Regions from separate parts of the Sus scrofa genome. Here region 1 is linked to region 2. Evidence: chromatin contacts called from public Hi-C data. All regions are on one chromosome and are shown on one strand. The core of a region is the stretch at or near the end of the contact, and the rest is flanking DNA. Distances in the headings are between cores, read along the strand shown.

Region 1 (3,645 bases), core at 650-3,149, 33 kb before region 2:
CCATCTCATCTTCTGAAAATTCTTCAGGGATGGAGGACATGGGCCTTTCTTTAATCGCAAAGCCAGAGGATTAGGTTCTACATGGCAGGAACAGAAGTGGATGTTTCTTACAATAAAAGCTGTATCAATTGAACTTGCTGTGCCAAGATGCCATACCATCCAGGTGTGTTCAGCAGTCCCTGACCCGGGCAGCTGAAGAAAGGTAAAGAGCAAAAGTCAGTCACCCACAAGACAGAGCTCTCCTGTCTTCACAAAGCTAGCCTTGTTCAGCCAGTCAAACCAGGGCCACTACAGAGCCCGTTGACCAGAACCACACAGCAGCCCCTTTTCAATATCACCCACCCCGAGTTACCACCTTCTAATCGCTCTCCAAGATGGGAGTATCTCCTCTTTCAGCCATGTCAAGCCCAGACTAGGAAAAGCCTGCTTGCCTGGGAGATAAGAATGCCAGATATGGAGTTCCCGTCGTGGCGCAGTGGTTAAAGAATCCGACTAGGAACCATGAGGTTGCAGGTTTAGTCCCTGCCCTTGCTCAGTGGGTTAACGATCCAGCGTTGCTGTGAGCTGTGGTGTAGGTTACAGACGCGGCTCGGATCCCGCGTTGATGTGGCTCTGGTGTAGGCCAGTGGCTACAGCTGCGATTCAACCCCTAGCCTGGGAACCTCCATATGCCGCGAGAGCGGCCCAAGAAATAGCAAAAAGACAAAAAAAAAAAAAAAAAAAAAAAAAAAAGAATGCCAGATATCAGAGTTCCTGTTGTGGCTCAGCAGTAATGAACCCAGCTAATGTCCCTGAGGATGCAGGTTCCATCCCTGGACCCACTCATTGAGTCAAAGGATCCGGTGTTGCTGTAAGCTGTGGTGTAGGTCACAGACAAGGCTCGGATCCCACGTTGCTGTGACTGTGGTGTGGTATAGGCTGGCAGCTGCAGCTCCAATTTGACTCTAGCCTGGGAATTTCCATATGCCGAAGGTGCAGCCCTAAAAAGACCCCCCTCCAAAAAAAAGAATGCCAACTATCTCATTGACCCATCAGTTCATATGCCAGGACATCATCAGAAAGAGAAGGAATCAGGGAGTCAGAATGATGAAGGAAATGTGAGGCTTGGCCATCCTGTCTCCAAGAGTTTGCAGCTCCCATGAGGAAGGAGACTTACTTACAGATGATAAAAACTCCCAATGTGACAACTCTTGCCTTCTGTGCAATGTTAATGAAACCATCTCTGTGATCATTGGACCCTCACTCCCTCAGAGACCCTCAGGTGGAAGTCCCAGCCTGACTTTTTAAAATAGCTCTTAGAATTCCTTTCACCCTGAGGACAAGACTTTAGAGAAATAGGGAAAAGATCTCTGGGGGCAGCTGGAGGGAACAAAGCAATACTGCGTGTCGTCACTGCCTTACCAGATAGCAGCCACTGCTCATGGGCAGGAAGGCCATCTAGGAGATCCCTAGTGGCTCAGTGGTTTAAAGACCCGGCATTATCACTTCTATGGCTCTGGTTGCTGCTGTGACATGGGTTCAATTCCTGGTCCGGGAATTAATTTATGCATGCCGTGAGCACGGCCAAAAAAAAAAAAAAAAAAAAAAGGCAATCTAGTTTGGCTGAGCTCTGGAAATCCAAATTATCCTTTCTTGACCAGTTTCCAAGCTTTCTTACTGTTGGAGCCTAGATCGATGCTTGAGGGTATAAAAACAAGACAGGGACCACAAGAAGACAATGGCTAAGAAGTCAAAGGCTAGTTCCTAAAACAGGTTCAAGGAGGGGAGAATCGGGGAGGTATTGAGACCTTGGGGGAAAGGGGATGGATAAGGCTGTTTGTAAGTCATCTAAAATCAGCCACGCAAGTGTCCAGCATGGACACTGTCCCCTCCTGAGTTTAGCCAATGCTGAACTGCACACCGTGGATGAAAAACCAAGCAACAGCAGTGTGGGGGGATGGGAGGAGTTAGGGTCCAGCCCTGCCCAGACCTCCTCGTGTCCAATTTCTCTGTGTCAGCTGTGTCGCTCAGCTGTCCACTTTCCTCCAGCCCTGTCATTTCAGCTCTGACACCAAGGCGAGAGGCTAGGAGGTCTACAAATACCGTCTGGGTAGCTGGTGTGAGTACAGAGGGTACTGGGGGGGCTTAGCCCCCAAGGAAGAGGACCAGTCCTCCCCCAGCACCACCATCAAGACCCCAGGGGCTCCCTCTTTTCTCCACAGACTGTGGACTGACTTAGGGAATCCCAAACGTAAGTTGCCTCTTCATCCTCTTTGCGTTTCCAGGACTTCTCACCCCAGCTTCCCCAATCCGTAGTCTATTCAGCTTCTTCATTTCTCTCATTGTCTGTGAGTAGTTTGGGTTTTAGGAGTGAAATTATTAAGCTACTCCAGGACAAGAGTTAGGATTGAAGGGTAGGGTGGGGGTGGGGTCAGGGGAGTAGAGTAGTAAGGGAAGGAAAGTCTCATATTACTCTGAAAACTTAAAATAGCTGAAGCCTGAGGCAGGCTGGGAACTAGGGAACTAGGCACCGGGCCCCTGAGCTCAAGAAAGGTAGGAGAGAACAAATGTCCCCAGCCCATCCCTCTATGCGCACTTGTGGACATGCACATTAAACCTCTTGAAAGGGGATCTGGGAAGGTGTGTGTCACATTTCTAAAGCCCACAGATTCCCTTGGAGTTGCCATCATGGCTCAGTGGTTAACGAATCCGACTAGGAACCATGAGGTTGCGGGTTTGATCCCTGGCCTTGCTCAGTGGGGTAAGGAGCCGGCATTGCTGCGGCTGTGGTGTAGGCCGGCAGCTGCAGCTCTAATTAGACCGCTAGCCTGGGAACCTCCCTATGCCACGAGTGCAGCCCTAGAAAAAGACAAAAATAAATAAATAAAAACCAAAGCCCACAGATTCCCAAGAGAAACAAAGTGCTTGTAGGAAAATGCCTAAACCACACAGCCTTGTGCACTGTCTCAGGGCAGTAAACTCTGGGGTTGCCCATCAGGATAGAAGGATGGTCATTGGTTTAAGGAGTTGGTAGGGAAGTTCTTTTGTCTGTTGGGCTTTTCTCTGGGCCTTTCTGGAATCTTTCTGCTCCTTGCCCCTGTCTGTGAAAGAATCTCTGTTTAACCAAATTTCTCCCAAAGCCTCCCCTTCAAGGACCACCCTACTGCAAGGGACAGGAACAAGGGGGGAAGAATGTCATTCAGAGATTAGATTTCATAGTGAGGTCAACCTCTTGCAGGATGACAGAAAAGGAGGTGCTGGAGTCCCATAAGCCCTCCTTCCCAGGAGAGACTCGGCAAAGTGGGGTGAGTCTGGGCCTTGACCATGGGGTATGGGGAGCTGGGAAGCCACTGCAGTCTTGAAGAAAATTGCTTGAATTGATCTCACTTGTATACGATTCATGTATTGTTCAAATGCTAGCTAGCACCTACAGGCCCCAGGACCCCCTAATCCTGGGGTGTGCCCCTTGCCCCAAGCTTGAAGAATGTCTAGTTAGCTTCAGCCTGACCTACTCTAAAAAGCAAGACAGTTCCTTTAACACTGGGTTTCCTTCCTTCCCTCCTTCCTTCCTTCCCTCCCTCAGCTACAGCGGCTGAAGCAGTTATTTAGGAAGGAGTCTACAGGGACAAAGGAGATGGAGCTTCCCCCAGAGCCCCAGGCCAATGG
Region 2 (3,525 bases), core at 31-2,530:
CAAAACTGGGTAGGTCACAGTTGGGATGTTGGAAACAGGAAAGTCAGGGGCAGGGGACCTGGTGGAAGAAGACAAGGGTCTAGGGCCCAGGCCCCCATTGTGGGACTCACAGTGGGGCACAAACAGATGGTTGCACTTGCACTCACCCCTTCTGAGTCACCACCACACACCTCACCAGTGTACCCACACCTTGGACCCCAGCACTAGACACACAGGCCTGGCTGCCCCGGTCACAGGCACACACAGGTGCATGCTTTGACCCACACACTCCACAGCAGCACATATGAGCACACAGTGTACAGGAGTTGAAGCCTGCAAGTCGGGAGGGAGGCAGATGAAGTCTGGGTCCCCTTAGCCTCTGTGTCTTCGCCTTGGAGCCTCAGGGAAAGAGGCAGCTTAGGGAGGAGGGGGTGAGGAGAGGACGGGAGGAAAGACTCTCTTTCCAGACAGCCCCCACCCCCTTCCCGCCAGGCGCGAGAGAGGGGTGTGTCTGTGAGGTTGTGCAGGGGAGATGGTGTCTCCGCGGGAAATGTGATGGGAGATTGTAGCCAAGTTCGGCGGTATCTGTGTGAGTCCGTGTGTGCGCGCGTGTGTTCGGCCCGTGTATGCTCAGAACAACACCACAGTGCCCACCTGGCATTGTGACAAGAGCAGAGGATTGAAAGGGGAAGGTGGGGGTGGAGAGGTGGAAGGACAGACAGCGAGGAAGGCGAGCGAGGTTGGCGCGGAAAGACGGCAAGGCTGACACCCTGCTGGCTTGTCTGTCTGTCTCGCACTCCCGCTCTGTCTGGCGCACTCGCGGGTCGAGCTTCGTCCCCTCCCCCGCCGCTCCCGGAGCGCGATCCGAGCCGGGCCTCCACCCTAGCACCCTCCCCGACCCTCAGCCAACTTGAGCTGGGAGAGCGCCTGTCCTGAATCGGGAGTCTGTCTGTCCGCGTTCCCCACGCCGGGCAAAGTTGGGATGCTCCGCGCGGGGGACGGGGCGGGCGCGCAGAACCCCTAGCACGCCGGGACCTCTGTGTCCTGGACCCCCGCACTCGAGCTACCGCCGGGCTGCCCTTACCTTCCTCAGGAGCCACGGGCCAAAGAGCAAGAAGAGCCATTCCGGCAGCAGCAGCCGCATCTTCCCGAGCGGCCGGGCAGGGCGGGCGGGGCGGGTCCCGGGCAGGCAGGAGCCAGACCTGAGAGCAAGGGGACCCCGGCGGGCGCGCCGCGGGGTGGCTGCCGGAGCGGCGGGAGCAGGCGGCACGGCCCGCGGACTGAGCGGGGAGAGGAGCGGAGCGCCGCGCTGGGGGCGGGGCGCGGGCGGGGGAGAAAGTTGGGTCGGACTCGGGCGGGCGGGGGGGCGGGGCTCCGCGGCGCTCCAATCCCGACCGCGCCCCGCGCGCCCCCTCCCGCCCAGCTGGGGGCACCGAAGGTGACTTTCACCCCGACACGCCCCAGACACGCCCCCGCCCAGGTGCGAAGAGGAGAGGATCGAGGGGCTCAGGAACAGTGTACCCGAGAGGCTGGGTCTGTGCACCGCGGAGGAATAGGGCCTGGCGTGGGGCTCGGGGCTCCAGCACCGTGTCCCCGAAGCCGGGCACGGCGAAGCAGGAGCCTGGCGAGTCTCAGCGGCCCAACAAGACCAGGGTCTCTCAGAGCCCCGAGTCCTTTCGATGCTCGGGCCCAGGAGGGTCCCGGGGCAGGAGCGGGGCAGGAGCAGGGCAGGGGCCAAGGTGAGGGCGGGCGGGGCCTCGGGCGACTGCCGGCGCGCAGCGCTGACGGGGATGGATGGGCGCCCCGCGGCTCATTCGGCCCGGAGATGAGAATCATTGATCACGGACGGAAACCCCATCACGTCTGTCAATAGGGCTGACAAACGGCGCCCGCCGCCCCCACCCCCGCCCTCGAGGCACCTCCGCAGTCTCAGGACCCCTCCGCTAGACCAGGCTGTTCACCTTTGCCCCTCGCCCCCGACAGCTGACTCCGGGCACATCCCAGAGCATTCCTACGTGGGAGACATTGGGCAGGAAGTCCCCCTCAGCGCCGGCCCCTTGGTGCAATCTCCATCCCTTTCCTCCTGGTGTCCCATCTTTCATCATCAGCTCCTCTCCATCCCTGTCCCCTTCCTTCTCTGACTCTGTCCTTGTCTCTGTCCCCGTCTCTGTCCCTATCTTCTTGGCTGTGTCTTCATAGGCTCCCTCCTCCCCCTAGTCTCTCTCTCCTGCCCGGGGAGTCTTCAGCTGTCAGCTGTTGCTATGCACTGAGGCTGTGGCTGAGGTTGTGGTATGACCGACACTTAGACAGCGAGAGATAGGGACAAGCAAAGAGATAGAGAGACAGACGCATATCCGCGTATCTGGAGACACCGACACACACCCCCAGGCATGCATGCAGGTGCATTCAGAGGGGCAGGCCACACCATAGAGGTGAGCCTTCAGGGGGAGTGGAACACAGTCACATAGAGACCGGATCCATACACACGTGCACACACACACACACACACATGCCTAGAGAGCTGATTCACGCAGATGGACACACTCAGTGTGAGACTAATGCACACTTGCACCAAGAGACAAGCATGCCCAGCCAGGTACTCAGAGCCAACCCCACCTTTCTTGCCTTGGCAGAGAGGTAAGCATCCACAGAGATGGACACACATGTAGGTGGTCGCTGGCACTGGCAGTCCAAGAGACAAGCCCAGGCACATACAAACAGACAAATAGAGGGATGTTACAGACACAAAAACAAGGATCAGGAATGCTGAGAAGATGAGGTGGATACAGAGACACCCAGAAAGATAGACAGAAGTCGGTAGGCAGGAATCTTGGTGTAGGTGGGGCAGAGAGGAAGGCAGGAAGGGGCAGGAACGGCTAGGCTCAAGGCCTCAGGGCTCCATCCAGAATCCTGAGTCTGGGCGCTGAGCACAGGGGTTGCTGAAGTGGTAGTGGGTGGGCACACTCAGACACAGGGGACCCAGGACAGAAGCTCATCAAGAGTCTGGATCTTCTGGAGTCCTGACCCACCCCATTTCTCCTCCTCTTGCTAGTGTCAGGTCACAGCTCTCTCCCTCTACACACACACCCCTACCCCTCCCTGTCTGTGTCTGTCTCTCATTCTGTCTGTATCAGCCTCTGGTTCTGCCCCCTCTTTCTTCCCCATCTCTGTCTTAGGACTCTCTGCCATCCTTGCCAGGTGGAGAGTTTTTGAGGATTGTCTCCGGGTAGACCCTCTCCCGGCCATCCTAGCGGGCAGAGGGAAGATACTGACTGGAGGGGTGTGTGTTCCAAGCTGCAGCTGGGGGCCCCTCTCGCTCTGCCCAGGATCTTGAGGCGACAGGCAGAGAATCAGTGGCTCCCCGGGGGCGCCAGATGCACGGCTGGCAGAGGGAGAGAGTGAGGGGGTGGGGCTGCTGGTGGTGGGGAGCAGGCAGGCGCTGGGGGAGGGAGAGGAGCCGGCTGGCGGAGGGTAGAGGGGGTGTGGTAGAATAGCCCAAGGGAAGGAAGTGAAAGGCTGGGTTGGGGTCCGCCCGCAGGTGCATAA

Evidence for each region. Hi-C and Micro-C count contacts between places; a contact is called where the count stands out from the background.
Region 1: a Hi-C map of retroperitoneal adipose tissue shows a contact between it and region 2, with 2.0 times the contacts expected there. The contact joins the promoter of STAC3 here to the promoter of NXPH4 in region 2. A contact is called at or near these places in 1 of 5 promoter capture datasets (liver), 28 of 47 Hi-C or Micro-C datasets (adipocytes, alveolar macrophages, blood and 16 more) and 2 of 2 datasets of contacts at active chromatin or transcription factors (alveolar macrophages and skeletal muscle).

What each region holds. Positions count from the first base shown.
Region 1 is chr5:22,554,584-22,558,228 of Sscrofa11.1, reverse strand. It overlaps STAC3 (SH3 and cysteine-rich domain-containing protein 3), which reads left to right and starts at 1,899. Exons shown (of 12, transcript XM_021091829.1): 1 at 1,899-2,230; 2 at 3,120-3,284; 3 at 3,563-3,645. The coding sequence starts at 3,219.
Region 2 is chr5:22,520,687-22,524,211 of Sscrofa11.1, reverse strand. It overlaps NXPH4 (neurexophilin-4), which reads right to left and starts at 1,280. Exons shown (of 6, transcript XM_003355482.3): 1 at 1,064-1,280. The coding sequence starts at 1,123.